Linked DNA regions of Sus scrofa: regions 1 and 3 are each linked to region 2. Evidence: chromatin contacts called from public Hi-C and HiChIP or PLAC-seq data. All regions are on one chromosome and are shown on one strand. The core of a region is the stretch at or near the end of the contact, and the rest is flanking DNA. Distances in the headings are between cores, read along the strand shown.

Region 1 (4,582 bases), core at 1,731-4,230, 160 kb before region 2:
GAGAACAGACAACTAATGTCTTCCACATAGTTTCAACAAACATTACCTAATGAGAATAAACTTAGGTCAGATGTCTCAGATTAACCTACCCAAATCATTCTGGGTGTTCAACCTGTATGTAATGCTGAAATGGACCAACACCCTGACAGAGAGATTAAATAATAAAACCAAAACAAGGCCAGTCTCTATACTGCCTCCTCAAAAGGGAATTAAAGTGCATTTGTCCGTGGTGAAATTATAATGTGATGAATAAGCAGAATAAAGACACTGCAACAAATACTGAAATTAAGGACATGAAGGTGGATCTCAAAGGAAAAGCCTACTTGATGAAACTCAAAATACCAGCTATAAAGAAAATACAAGTTTCCTGAAAAGCAGTAAAACTCATACATAAGGTAACCACACTTCCAGACTGCTTATCAAAACACTATGCAAATGCACACCAAGTGCATTCTTCTTAATTAAAACAACTTCATTTCAAAGTCCACTGATATTTAGTTGAAGTTAATGAAAAAGGGAAGAAGAGACTGAGTAGGAAGAGAGGAAAATGCAGAAAGGGTCCCTCTGAAAATGAGATAAATATCATGACTTATTATGATTACAAAACATCATTAAGACTTAGTAACCCAATAATGTCTATACAGATGCAGACTCCACGGTTAAATTCTGGGTAGATAAATGTCTCTCAAGACAAGCCCCAAATTCTGATGGACTGGCAAAAACATTCAAAACTGGCACACTTTTGATCAAGAAGCTACTTACAGTGTAAGATAAATCGTTTACTGATTAATACAACCTACTTCTACAAAGATGCATCCTAAAGTCCAAAATCTCTTTATGAACATACAGTTGTTCCCCCCCCATACGAGCATAAGATCATCAGAACTCAAAAGTTCTCGGTAACACAAACCCTTGCAGTATTGCATCTGAGAATTCTATTAGTCACGGAAAGAAAGCAAATTTTTAACAGAAAAGTTCAATAAACATCTGTTAAGGTGGTATTTTTTCTTTTAAGTATGTGTAAAGCAAAAAGACAAGTTGTGTATTAATCGCAAGACAAATATTTATGTCTACCATTCACTGCAAAGGCTCTCTACAAGGTGATTCTGAAACTGGTTGAAAATTTCAAAAAGTCTGTAACCTTAAAAAAAAAAAAAAAAAAAAAAAAAAAAAGTACAGCTATTAGAGTCCAGAAAATAAAACCTTTCATGTCAAGGAAAACCTCTCTCCAAGCCAAATACAATGTGCTCATTTTTAAAAAGATTTTTATGTCATTATGAGACCATTTAAAACTCTTGTTTTGTGTCAATACAATGCCACACAGCCAAACCATATTTCTGGATGCAGCAAATATACTAATGTGACTAAAGTCATTTGATCTACACTGTTTTGCAAAAAGTAGAAATTTAAATAAGGGCTGCTGGGACATTGGGGAAGTCTGACACTAGCCTCTCCCTGACTTTTTCTGAACATCTCGTGAAAACTCTTCACATTTAAGAGACTGGCTTTTAAAGAACCAACGAAATGAAAACTAACGGTTAACTCGGCTTAGGAGTGTCAAGCCCTTATCCTACGACTGACTCATGAGACATAAATTCAGCCTCCAGAGGACAGCAAAAATCTCAAACAGGTAGCGTAAAAGGACTGAACCCTTCAAGAACCCCAGGGCTTCAAGTTTTAAATTCTGGCAATACGGCTTCTACCATAGAAAAAAAAGAATCGCCTTTCCAATTTAGTGCGCCTGTGACATTCCTGGAATTATGTATCTCAGACGCCGCTCGAAGCCTAAGTTTCATGGCCTCTAATAGTCATTTTTTCCTTCAAATCTCGACTCGCAGCATGCAGAATGGGGGAGGGGAAGGAGGCTTTCTACACATACCCGCCTTTCGGCCTCTGCTTCGCACAAAAGTTTTCTCCCGGCTCAGGTCACTCGGGGTTTGCATCCCGCCCTCTGCCCACCCACCCCCACTCATGCCTGTCCCAAGCATCAACACATCCCACTCATAGCTAGGCCGACTGAGACAGGAGCTTGGAGGCTCCGACGGGGAAAGGCGATGGTGCCGTGGACGCCTCAGGCCGCTGGTCCGGCCCGGCCCAACCCGGCCGCGAGGAGCGACAGGCGGAGGCGGGAAAAGCGCGACCGACCCGGCAGGCCGCGCGAAGGGCGCCCGGTGGGCCGGACCGAGGGCTAGGGGTTGGAGGGGCGGGGGGAGGATGAGCGAGGGTGAGGAGGCGCCTCAGCGGGGCTAGGCCCTCAGCGGTGCGGCGGGAGAGGCCAAAGCCGCCCCCAGCCCATCCCCACCCCCACCCCGGGGCCTCGGAGAAAACCAAACGGGACGCGGTGCGGAGCCCCGGCCAGGCCCACTAGGGTCGGATCGGGGCTCCCGGCCCCTCCCCCCGCGGGCCGGCGCGAGACTCACCAGGACAGATCTGGGGCCGGCGGCCGGGCCCGTGAGAATCAGCGCGAGGCGCTTTGAAAACGACTAGAAATGGCGCGCGCGCCACCCCCTCCCCCCCTCATGGACCGAGACGCGATCCCGGCAGCACGCGGGGTTTCCCGGAACTGCTTCCAGGGACTCGGAGCGGCCGGGCAATCACCTCGCGCGGCAGCCTAAGGGACAGCTCAGAGGACCAATAGTAGTGAGAAGAGGCTCACTACTCCGGACGCTCGGGAGCCAATCGATGAAGCCGTAGGCTGAGCCAATGAGGGAACTCAGCGCCGCCGGCTGGGGCGCCTCCGGGGCGGGGGTAGGAACACAAAGGGGTCTATCGTGAAGCCCCGGGTGGAGGCGAGGCTGCGGGGCACCGGGCCCAGGGTGGCCGAGGCCCCGCCCTCCTCGTCTGCTGCAGACGCGAAGCCGAAAAAGTAGGCCTCGCGCCGCGTGGCCGCCTCCGGAATCCCGCCCCCTGCCGTCCGCGCCGGCCCTGGCGGGCCGCGGCCTTCCCGCCGCTTCGCCGCTGCCGCAGCGCTGGTGATTCCCCCGCGTGCCGCCGCCGCGGCCGCCGCGGGCGTTCGCCCCAGACACGCCCACCGCCACGCGGTCCGGCCTTCCTCTAGGTCGTCTTTGGGACTTTAATTAGAGCACGATCTAAGGATTTGGCTCGCCCGTTTTTTTCCGAGAATCTTTTCGTGTAGAAAATCATCCCTTGGAACGCTCAGAAAACGGCTTCCTCGGCTGCCTTCCACACATCCTTGGGAGCAGATCAGAATGTGGGAGAAATCGCTAAAGTGGGCATTACTCAGAAGCAGTTAAGTACAAATGACAGAGCAGGGACCTTTCTTCGCGGGGTTTGACGCTAATTAATATTCAGAAAGCAGGACAGACGTATACATCACGAACCCCAAAGAGCCGTGCCAGGAAAAGAGCTAATTCCCAAAGGAGACTAATTTCCGTTATTCTGAAACATTTCTCACCCTCCACACCTACTGGTTTGTTCCTCGTCCTCGCCTTAATCCAAACCTCTAATCCCACATCCCTTCCTTCCCTACCTCAACTTCCAACACCCCACCCTTCCCCTCCGCGCCGGAGTGGAGGAAGTCAAGCAGTGTTCCGCAAGACTTCCATATACACTTCGAGGACCATTAGATTTTCCAGAAGCTATCAACCAAAAATTATTTACTCAAAACCTATGTGCCCAGTACTGAGCTAAACATCACGGTGGATCCAACTTTTGTGTTGAGGGGTGTGAGACTTATACAAATGATGGGATCCTTAAAAATATCTTAAATGATGAGTACAAATTTAGAAGTGTCTTGGAAGAGCATGGTAAAGGGACTTTGAAGCTTAAACTTTATTAGCTTCAGATAAATCTCCCTCTAACTCAAGGGTTCTTAATCTGTTTTGTGCCATTCAACAGTCTGGTATAAGCTATGGACCTCTTAGGGTTTGTTTATTTTTTGTCTTTTTTGCCTTTTCTAGGGCCACTTCCCGCGGCATATGGAGCTTCCCATGCTAGGGGTCCAATCAGAGTTGTAGCCGTCGGCCTACACCACAGCCACAGCAACGCCATATCTGAGCCACGTCTGCAGCCTACACCACAGCTCATGGTAACGCCAGATCCTTAACCCACTGAGTGAGGCCAGAGATTGAACCCGCAATCTCATGGTTCCTAGTCAGGTTTGTTAACCACTGCGCCACGACGGGAATTCCTCTTTTAGGTGTTTTAATGCCTAAAATATGTAGCATTATCAAAGACACTATGTTGAAATACAATTAGGAGATATGTGATATAGTAATCTTTATCAAGATCTTGCAGCAGGTCAAACAGCTACTGAAATTTTAAAGCAATGAGAAGATATTTCAAGAAATGCCATAACTATAATGTGATATGAAAATGTCTGTGATTCCTATTAGTGACAGTGAAAGACACAGCTAATTCTGTGGTTTGTTGTCCACATCCACAATGGGGAAGAATGCTTAATTTCAGTAGAAAGTGAAAATAAAGATGTTATTTTTTTTCCTTCCAAATTGAGGGACCAACAAATTCCATTCAGAGACTCCCTTAGGTCAGTTTAACATAGGATAAGAACCCCTCAGCTGGATACTGTAATTAAAGTGATTCTTTTTTTTTTTTTTTTTTC
Region 2 (4,581 bases), core at 155-2,654:
TGTCTGGTGCCACCACACATTGGCCCCTCCCTGGCAACGGGCCTGGGGGCTTGAAGAAGGAACAGTCAATCTGAACAGGAACCCCAGAGGGCTGCCCCCAACTTGCACCTGCTACTGGCTGTCTGGAACAGAAGATTGAGCCTGGGGGAGGACCTAGGGCAAAAGTCAGGAAAGAGTTGGCTCAGTGCAAAATTTGGAATCTCAGCCCGACTGGACCTGAGAGACCTCCCCCTATTTTAAAGTCCCTTGTTACTGTCCCCAGGCTCAGCTCTGTGACTGGACAATAGCAGGTGCCCAGCACTGGTTTCTGGGCCAAACAATGAACACAAGAATGAATGACAGCAAATTGATCCCATGGTCTTCCCCAGGGTGCACTGAGGATAGTGTTGGGTCTCCACACTCTTGATCCAGTGCTCATTCCATTCCACTCCAAGAAATGAGGTTATTTCACCCCAAGTCTGAAAACGAAAGGCTCTTCTATTCAGATATTTAGGAAATGTGTTGTTCTGGAAGCTGAAAGCGCCCCTTCTCCCTCCCCAGATTCAACCTGCTTCACTCAGACTGGGTCCCTCCCGCCTTTCCCACACCCAGATAAGCAGAGAGGGAAGCGGTGGGTGAGGGGGGTCCCCAGCATTACCGGCAGCCGGCCAGCCGGCACGCATCGCACAGCTTGGCCCTCCGGTCCGTGGGGGGTGGCGTCGAGGCAGGTGCCCGGCGCTGCGGCGGGAGGCATAGTCTGCGGGTACAGCTGGGTGTAGTAGGTGGTGGTGGCCTGGCAGAGCTGGGGGCTGCTAAGGCCGGGCGGCCACAGCTCGGTGGGGCTCATCGCGGGCAGTCCAGTGGGGGGCGGCCCCGCGGCAGGAGCCAGGACCCGGGGCCCTCGCAGCATGGCGAGTGCAGCGCCCCCTCCCCAGCCGGGCCTGGCGCGCCCGCAGGCACCTGCGGGCTTCGGAGCCTAGGGTGGCTCACACGACCCGCGGCATGGCGCGGAGGCCGGGGGAAGCCGCCAATGGACGCCGGCGGGGCAAGGCCAGACCCTCCCCTCCTGGCCCGCCGCCGAGCCGGACAGCGCTTGGAGATCGCCGCTTGGAGATCGCTTGGTGGCGGCGGCGGCGGCGGCACAGCCAGGGGCTGTCCCGCCCCGAGGACGGCTGCGACCAGCGAGGGCCCTGAGCCCCCGAAGGCTTAGGCGCCTGGGATCCAGCCGGCTCCGGGAAGGGGTCTCTGGGGTACCCGCGGGCTCGGCAGAAACGCGATGCGCTGGGATCGGGGAGACAGACCGATTGCACCGACTCCCTCTCGCCTCGCTCTCGAGTCCCTGAACCTTTCTCTGCTTCTTTTTTTTCTTCTTCTTTTTTTTTTTAGCGCGAAACTGCGTGCCGCGAAATTCGGATCTCCCGCGGAAAATGCCGCGCTCTGATTGGTCGCTGACACAGGCAAAGGCTCCACCCCCCGGAAAGGACCCGACCCCTAGGCGGTGATTACAACAAGAGCCTGGGGCTTAAAGGGGCCGCTACACCTGCTGTTGCTCGGCGCCCGCCAGCGCTGGCTGAGGGAGAAACAGACTGAGAGGATGGTTCCCGCCCAGGGTAGAGGCAGCCGCAAGCTGAGGACTGGGTCCGAATTCCCTGGAGGTGAGGGAAAACACTTTGGCGTGGAGTCCTGACCAGAGCCCAGACCCAGCAAGCAGTACACTGCCCAGGACGCAGGCCTTTTGTTTGCGTATAGTTCAGATAACATATGTGTGTTTATATCCTTTTCCCCCCGCTAAAATGAAATGAAATGAAATGAGAGCCAAAATGAAACTGAAAGCCAGGAACCTGTACTCTTTCCTGGCAAGAGGGTGAAAGACGGAACCTAACATTTGTACCTCTTCAAAGGGGGCTACTGACATCTATTGAGCTCCCATAACCTGGCATATTGATTATGCTAAGCACCTGGCTAGATGATTTCGTTTTATTTCATTTAATTTAATCCAACAACCCTCAGAAGAGGAACAATGTTCTTCGTGGCAAAGATGGACAGTCTGAGAGGCTAGGTAACTTGCCCAAGGTCACACAGAGAGATCAGCGACTTGAGGTCTGGCAGTTCAACATGGGACAGGCCAGCTCCTGGGCCCTTATTTGTTCCAATAAAAGTCTCCTCCCTCACTCTCCCAAGCTGTGCCCGGCCCCTTGCAGGCTTGCTTGGGAGTTCAGACTGCAGGGCTCCAACCTGTTCACAGTGTATGCCCAGAGCCCATCACTCAGTAAATAATTGCACATCTCCAGGTTTCTCCTAAACAATCCTTTAGTCACAGGTCTTCCTTCCCTCATTGCTGATAATCCATTTACATTCCTCATCTCTCCAAATTTAGGGAGGCCAAGGCTCAGAGAAGAGACCTTGGCTAGTGAGTGGCAGAGGCTCCAGAAGTTGCTGCTAAATTCCATATCTGCTGATTCCTGCCTGGTGCTGTGTGATTTTTATACAAGTTTGAGCCTGGCATTCGAAGCACTCTGGAGTCAGTCTCCAGCTTACTACCTACCGGATCCTCAGATCTCCAGGATGAGGTGGTAATAATTCATGGGGATGAAGAACCCAGACTTTGTGGCAGACAGCCCTGGGTTCAATCCCAGGCACTGTCACTTCACTAGCTGTGTGACCCCAGGCAAGTTCTGTAAACTCTCTGAGCTCGGGTTTCCTTATCCCTAGTGACACTCACTTCATAAGATTGTGGGGGAATCTCATGAGATACCACATGTAAAGCTCTCAGCACCCAGCCTAGTTCCTTAGGCACTTAAGAAACAGCAGCTGTGGTTACATCTCTGGCCTTATCTCTAGTACACAGACCCCTTTACTCCAGTCTATGCATTTCACTGGACTTTCATGGCCCAGCCTATTTATTTACTTATTTATTTATTTTTGGCGCACCCACGGCATATTGAAGTTTCCTGGCAAGAGATCAAACCCGCGCCACAGTGCCAATGCAGGATCCTTAATTCACTGAGCCACGAGGGAGCTCCCAGTTAATTTTTTTGATATTACTTTTTTATTTTACTTTTTATTTTACTTTTTTGATATTACTTTTTTATTTTACTTTTTTGATATTACTATTTTATTTTATTCCTTAGCCATTAAAATCATTCAAGCATGTATTTTTCTACATAACTTATTGCGAGCTGATCAATGAATGTTAAATAAAATGTTAATTTTCATCATTTGCTTCAATGCATGTCTTCTTGACCAAGTCTTCATTTTTTATTCCATAATATTTTATGCCTCACCTTTCAGGCAATAAAGAATTTTTATTTTTTTTAAATAATTTTTTTTTTTTTGGTATTTTTAGGGCTGCACTTGTAGCATATGGAAGTTCCTAGGCTAGGGGTGGAATCGGAGCTGTAGCTACCAGCCTAGCCATAGCCAAAGCAAAGCCAGATCCCAACCACATTTGCAACATACATTGTTTGAGACCTACACCACAGCTTATGGCAATGCCGGATCCTCAACCCACCGAATGAGGCCGGGGATCGAACCCGCGTCCTCTTGGATACTAGTCAGGTTTGTTACCACTGAGCCACAATGGGAACTCCAATGAGGAAATTTTAAACACCACAGCTAAGAACCTGAACATTCATCTGCAAGTACCCATACGCTTCTTACATGCAGTTGTGCTCTTAGTGGTTTTCTTACAGCCATCTTTGATGATAAGTTTTGGGAAAACATTTGTCATGACAATCTTCATTCGCCTTCAACTTTATAGGCTCTTTTGCACCTTGAAGAGCCTGGTGACAGGCCCCTAGGCACTGCTGCCCCATCCATACGGCTGACGGGTGCCTTCTTTCCTCAGCAGCCACACTGGAAAAAGCTTCATGACCTAGTTTAAATGTCACTTCTCCAGGAAGCCTTCCCCGCCTGCCTCCCCTCTCATGGTCAGAGTGCCTCTTTCCCTCTTGGGACCTTTCCTGTGTTCTACCTCAACAAACGAAGCTTTGTTTTCATGTCATGTTTATCTGTTAGGTAAGTTCCATCAAGGGACCAGGTGGTATTTCTCCATGCCCCTCAGCATCCAGAGCCTGGCTTGGCATGCAGAAGATGGCTAACAAATATTGATTAAATGATTCACTCATCTTCCCAGCAAAAACTGGCAGAAATGAATAGATCTGAAGTCAGAGACTCAGCAGGCCCAGCTTCAAGCCCCACTCTCCACCCTTCCAGCTGAGCGCCCTTGGACAGGCTACTGCTCCACCTCTCAATGTCCCGTTTCCTCAATCATCAAATATTGATAATGCTTCTGCTTGGCTAATGTCACAGGACTTCAGGGATATTATTAAAATGATGTTGGTGGAGTTCCTGTCGTGGCTCGGAGGTAACAAACTCAACTAGTATCCATGGGGACTCAGTTCCATCCCTGGCCTTGCTCAGTGGTTAAGGGTCCAGCATTGCCATGAGCTGTGGTGTAGGCTGCAGCTGTGGCTCGAATCTCGTGTTGCTGTGGCTGTGGTGTAGGCTGGCAGCTGCAGCTCCAATTCAGCCCCTAGGCTGGGAACCTCCATATGCCCTGGTCCAGCCCTAAAAAAAAAAAAAAAAAAGATGGAGATGATG
Region 3 (3,927 bases), core at 319-2,818, 190 kb after region 2:
CAAAAATTGAGACTTAAAATGTGATACATTCTGAACTTTTTACTCAGTTTTTTAGTGCTGGTGACAATCCTCTAAATGAACTTTGACTTATTAATAGGAAAAAAAAAAAAAAAAGACTTATGAATGGGTCACAGCCAGCTGTTTCAAAAAACTGCTCGGGGAGTTCCCGTCATGGCTCAGTGGTTAACGGATCCCACTAGGAACCATGAGGTTGCAGGTTTGATCCTCTGGCATAGGCTGGCAGCTACAGCTCCGATTGGACCCCCTAGCCTGGGAACCTCCATATGCTTCGGGTACGGCCCTAAAAAGGCAAAAAGACAAAAAACAAAAAACTGCTCTGAAATATCACATAGGGAGGGGACTTAAAATTCATCTAGTCCAATTATTTTATTTACAGGGAGTAAACTCAGTTTACTCTCAGGGAAGCTAAATCACTTGCCCAAGGCCTCACAGCTAGTAAGTGGAAGCGCCTGAATTTGAATCAAGATGTATCATAATTACTGACTTCTTACCATGTGTCAGCTAATGTGCTGAATTCTTTTTTTAAAAAATTATTTATTTATTTATTTTTTGCCATTTATTGGGCTGCTCTCACAATATACGGAGTTCCCAGGCTAGGGGTCCAATCGGAGCTGTAGCCACCGGACTATGCCAGAGCCATAGCAACGCGGGATCCAAGCTGCGACTGCAACCTACACCACAGCTCAGGGCAATGCCGCATCGTTAACCCACTGAGCAAGGCCAGGGATCGAACCCACAACCTCATGGTTCTTGGTCGGATTCGTTAACCATTGTGCCACGACGGGAACTCCTAATTTTTGTCTTTTTAGGGCTGCACCTGCAGTATGTGGAAGTTCCCAGGCTAGGGGTTGAATCCCACTTGCAGCTCTCAGTCTAGGCCACAGCCACAGCAACGCCAGATCCAAGGCGCGTCTGCGACCTACACCACAGATCACAACACCGGATCCTTAACCCACTGAGCGAGGCCAGGGATCTAACCGAAGTCCTCACGGATACTAGTGCGGTTCATTACCGCCGAGCCATGACGGGGGCTCCCTATTGTGCTGAATTCTTGAAGTGCATTATTTCATTTAATACTCATTGCGATCCTATGAAAAAGATATTACCAGCCCCACTTTACAGAGGAGGACGAAGTCTCAGGGGAACATGAGTTACTGGGGCGTCACACAGTCAGTAACAGACCCAGGACTTGCCTCCAGATTCGGCTGTCCTTAAAGCCCTTGGTGTCGACCGCTAAGCCCACTGTGAAGATAGTGGCTATGACAGTGGGTTTGTGAGCTCTAAGGCCTAAGCGCGCACAAGTGAGGCCGTGATAATGTGCTCCCTGCTCCTCAGGGCCTTATCACTGCGCCACCAGCTCCCCCAAAAACGGTGGTGGTAAACAAAGAGGGAACAGACTTTAGTCTAAAGGGGAGGGGGATTCGAAACCCAGCCCCAACATTTTCTCGGAACACCATTTAATCTCTCTGCCCTTTAGTTTCCACATCTGGCAAAAAACCTGGGAAGGCAACAACATCCGTCTCCAAGGCTGAAAGAGTCAACATTAATCAGCTCCCTGGCTCCTGAAACCGCTGGGTCAAAAGTAACCCCCTCCGAGCCCCGCCCTGTGCTCCTCAAGCGCATGCGTCGCACAGGGGCGCCTTTTACGACGCGGCGGCCGCTGCGCGCTTGGCGGCCGGAGCGAAACGAGCGAAGCGCGGGTGGCCGCTGCGGCAGGGCCGAAGGGACGCGCGGGCGGCGGCGGCGTCGCCATGTCGCACGGCCACAGCCACGGCGGGAGCGGCTGCCGCTGTGCCGCCGAACGGGAGGAGCCACCCGAGCAGCGCGGCCTGGCCTACGGCCTGTACCTGCGCATCGACCTGGAGCGGCTGCAGTGCCTCAACGAGAGCCGTGAAGGCAGCGGTCGCGGCGTCTTCAAGCCCTGGGAGGAGCGGACCGACCGCTCCAAGGTGGGCCTTCCCGAGCCTGGGCGGGCGGGCGAGGCGGGGACCCGAGCGGGGCCTCAGGCCGCCCGTCTGCTGTCAACCTTGTTCCTAAAGTTAAAAATAACCACAGCCCGATTGGCAAGCGCTTTCCCATGCCCGTCTCCTGCCAGCCCTTTGAGAGGCGACAGAGGCGAGTCTCCCCATTTTGCAGGTTAAGGGAACTGAGGCCCAGAGACAGAAAGGGGCACTTTGCTTTACACATCCAACATTCAGTCCAGGGCTTCGGGAGGTCGTGGGGGAGGATGGCCATCAGGGCGTCTTCCTTACCGCTTGACCACTAGTCCAGTTGCAGCCTGATCACTTATCACCAGATGAAGACCAAAGACCGGCCTGGGGAGATAAAGCGCGATATCTATCTCGAGCGTTCACCATTGCGGGGTCACAGAGCCATTCGAAAGCTGTGGATCGTAGATCTTTGCAGACAATTGCAGGGGGCTGATCGGCCCTGAATGTTAATAAGTGCTGGATAATCGAGGGAGGTTGACTATTTGCATTGCACTTCAGCTGTAAAACAGGGTGGAACATGTCTAAAATTGTAGGCTCTCAGCAAATATTTGTTGCTTTCTCCTACCCCCTCCCCATTCCCTCCAGTTTGTTGAAAGTGATGCAGATGAAGAGCTTCTGTTTAATATTCCGTAAGTATCTCCTTGGTGTTTGCCTCAGGCTGAATAGGCTATACTCAGGATTCATTCATTGGTGGTGTCAGGAGCACACATCTGTTTCTAGAAATGGGGTAAATTACCGTGGTGGGTGTGAGGAGAAAAGCATCATTGCTTTCTTGGTGCAGACTGAGAAAAGATGTTCTTAAACGATAACTGAGAAGTCAAGGTAAATTTCTTAGAACCACAGAATGCCAGAGGCAGGTGGGATCTTAGAAATTATCTAGTACAAGTCTGACACAAGCATGAACTGAAGGCCAGAAAGGGGAAGGGTCTTGCACAGGATCACACAGCTCAGCAGAGATTCCAACCCAGGTTGACAACTCTCTTTTTTGCCTTCTGGCAGATTCACAGGCAATGTCAAGCTCAAAGGCATCATTATAATGGGAGAAGATGATGACTCACACCCCTCTGAGATGAGACTGTAAGTGGCAAGGGTTTAGGCCCTCAAGAAGCTCCTGTCTCTTTTTCTCTTTCCTCTGGTAGCACTTTATTCCAGAATAATGATTTTTTCTTCTATACTGCGTTAAATATCCCCCCCTAAAAGATGTCTTCTGTTTGTACAGATTATGCTTATCTTTTCCTGAATTAATGACATTTTTAGATTAAGCATCTTTAGGGCCAACAGCTTGTCTCTCTTCAAAGCCTTGCTATGGCATCATTCATTCAGAGAGCATCCTATAAATGCCAACTGTTGATGACTATGCAGTTTTCTTAATAACACATCTGCAGATCTCAAATGACCTTTATGGATTCTACTCTTGGGGTTAGCTTCAAATTTTTCCTTTGCTTTTTCAGACACTTATAATCTTTCTGTGTGTTTTGTTGAGCTGGAATCACCCCATCTGAGTTTGCATGGCTTTAGTTAGCAAAGTTCTCTCTGCCTCTTGTAAAACTGAACCTGTTGACCTCAGAGCTCATACTTCCTCTTTAACAACTTCCAGTGGATCCTTTCTAAGAGGGAGGAAGAGTGCCTGTTGCGGTGCAGTGGGTTAAGGATCTGACTCCAGTGGCTTGGGTCACTATGGAGGTGTGGGTTCCATCCCAGGCTGGGTGCCATGGGTTAAGGATCTGGTGTTACCACAGCTGTGACGAAGGTTTCAACTGTGGCTCGGATTCAGTCCCTGGTCTGGGAGCTTCCATGTTCCCTGGGCGCAGCCAAAAAAATAAAGAAGTAGCAGTTAAGTATCTGGCATTGTCATTGCTGTGATGTGGGTTGGATCCCTGGCCCTGGAACTTCCACATGCCTCAGGTGCAGCAAA

What was found. A called contact is a pair of places that touch in the nucleus more often than the background predicts. HiChIP or PLAC-seq counts read pairs in DNA pulled down with a chosen protein or histone mark.
Region 1: a contact with region 2 is called in a Hi-C map of skeletal muscle, with 4 times the contacts expected there. The contact joins the promoter of HNRNPR here to the promoter of E2F2 in region 2. A contact is called at or near these places in 3 of 47 Hi-C or Micro-C datasets (embryonic fibroblasts and skeletal muscle).
Region 3: a contact with region 2 is called in an H3K27ac HiChIP or PLAC-seq map of alveolar macrophages. The contact joins the promoter of PITHD1 here to the promoter of E2F2 in region 2. A contact is called at or near these places in 1 of 5 promoter capture datasets (liver), 2 of 47 Hi-C or Micro-C datasets (fetal liver and liver) and 1 of 2 datasets of contacts at active chromatin or transcription factors (alveolar macrophages).

Annotation. Positions count from the first base shown.
Region 1 is chr6:81,236,843-81,241,424 of Sscrofa11.1, forward strand. HNRNPR (heterogeneous nuclear ribonucleoprotein R) reads right to left here and starts at 2,981. Exons shown (of 11, transcript XM_021095513.1): 1 at 2,421-2,981.
Region 2 is chr6:81,397,458-81,402,038 of Sscrofa11.1, forward strand. It overlaps E2F2 (transcription factor E2F2), which reads right to left and starts at 1,405. Exons shown (of 7, transcript XM_021095527.1): 1 at 638-1,405. The coding sequence starts at 889. LOC110261115 (a long non-coding RNA gene) reads left to right here and starts at 1,366. Exons shown (of 2, transcript XR_002344941.1): 1 at 1,366-1,634; 2 at 2,357-3,702.
Region 3 is chr6:81,589,300-81,593,226 of Sscrofa11.1, forward strand. It overlaps PITHD1 (PITH domain-containing protein 1), which reads left to right and starts at 1,569. Exons shown (of 6, transcript XM_003356196.3): 1 at 1,569-1,970; 2 at 2,598-2,641; 3 at 3,012-3,089. The coding sequence starts at 1,773.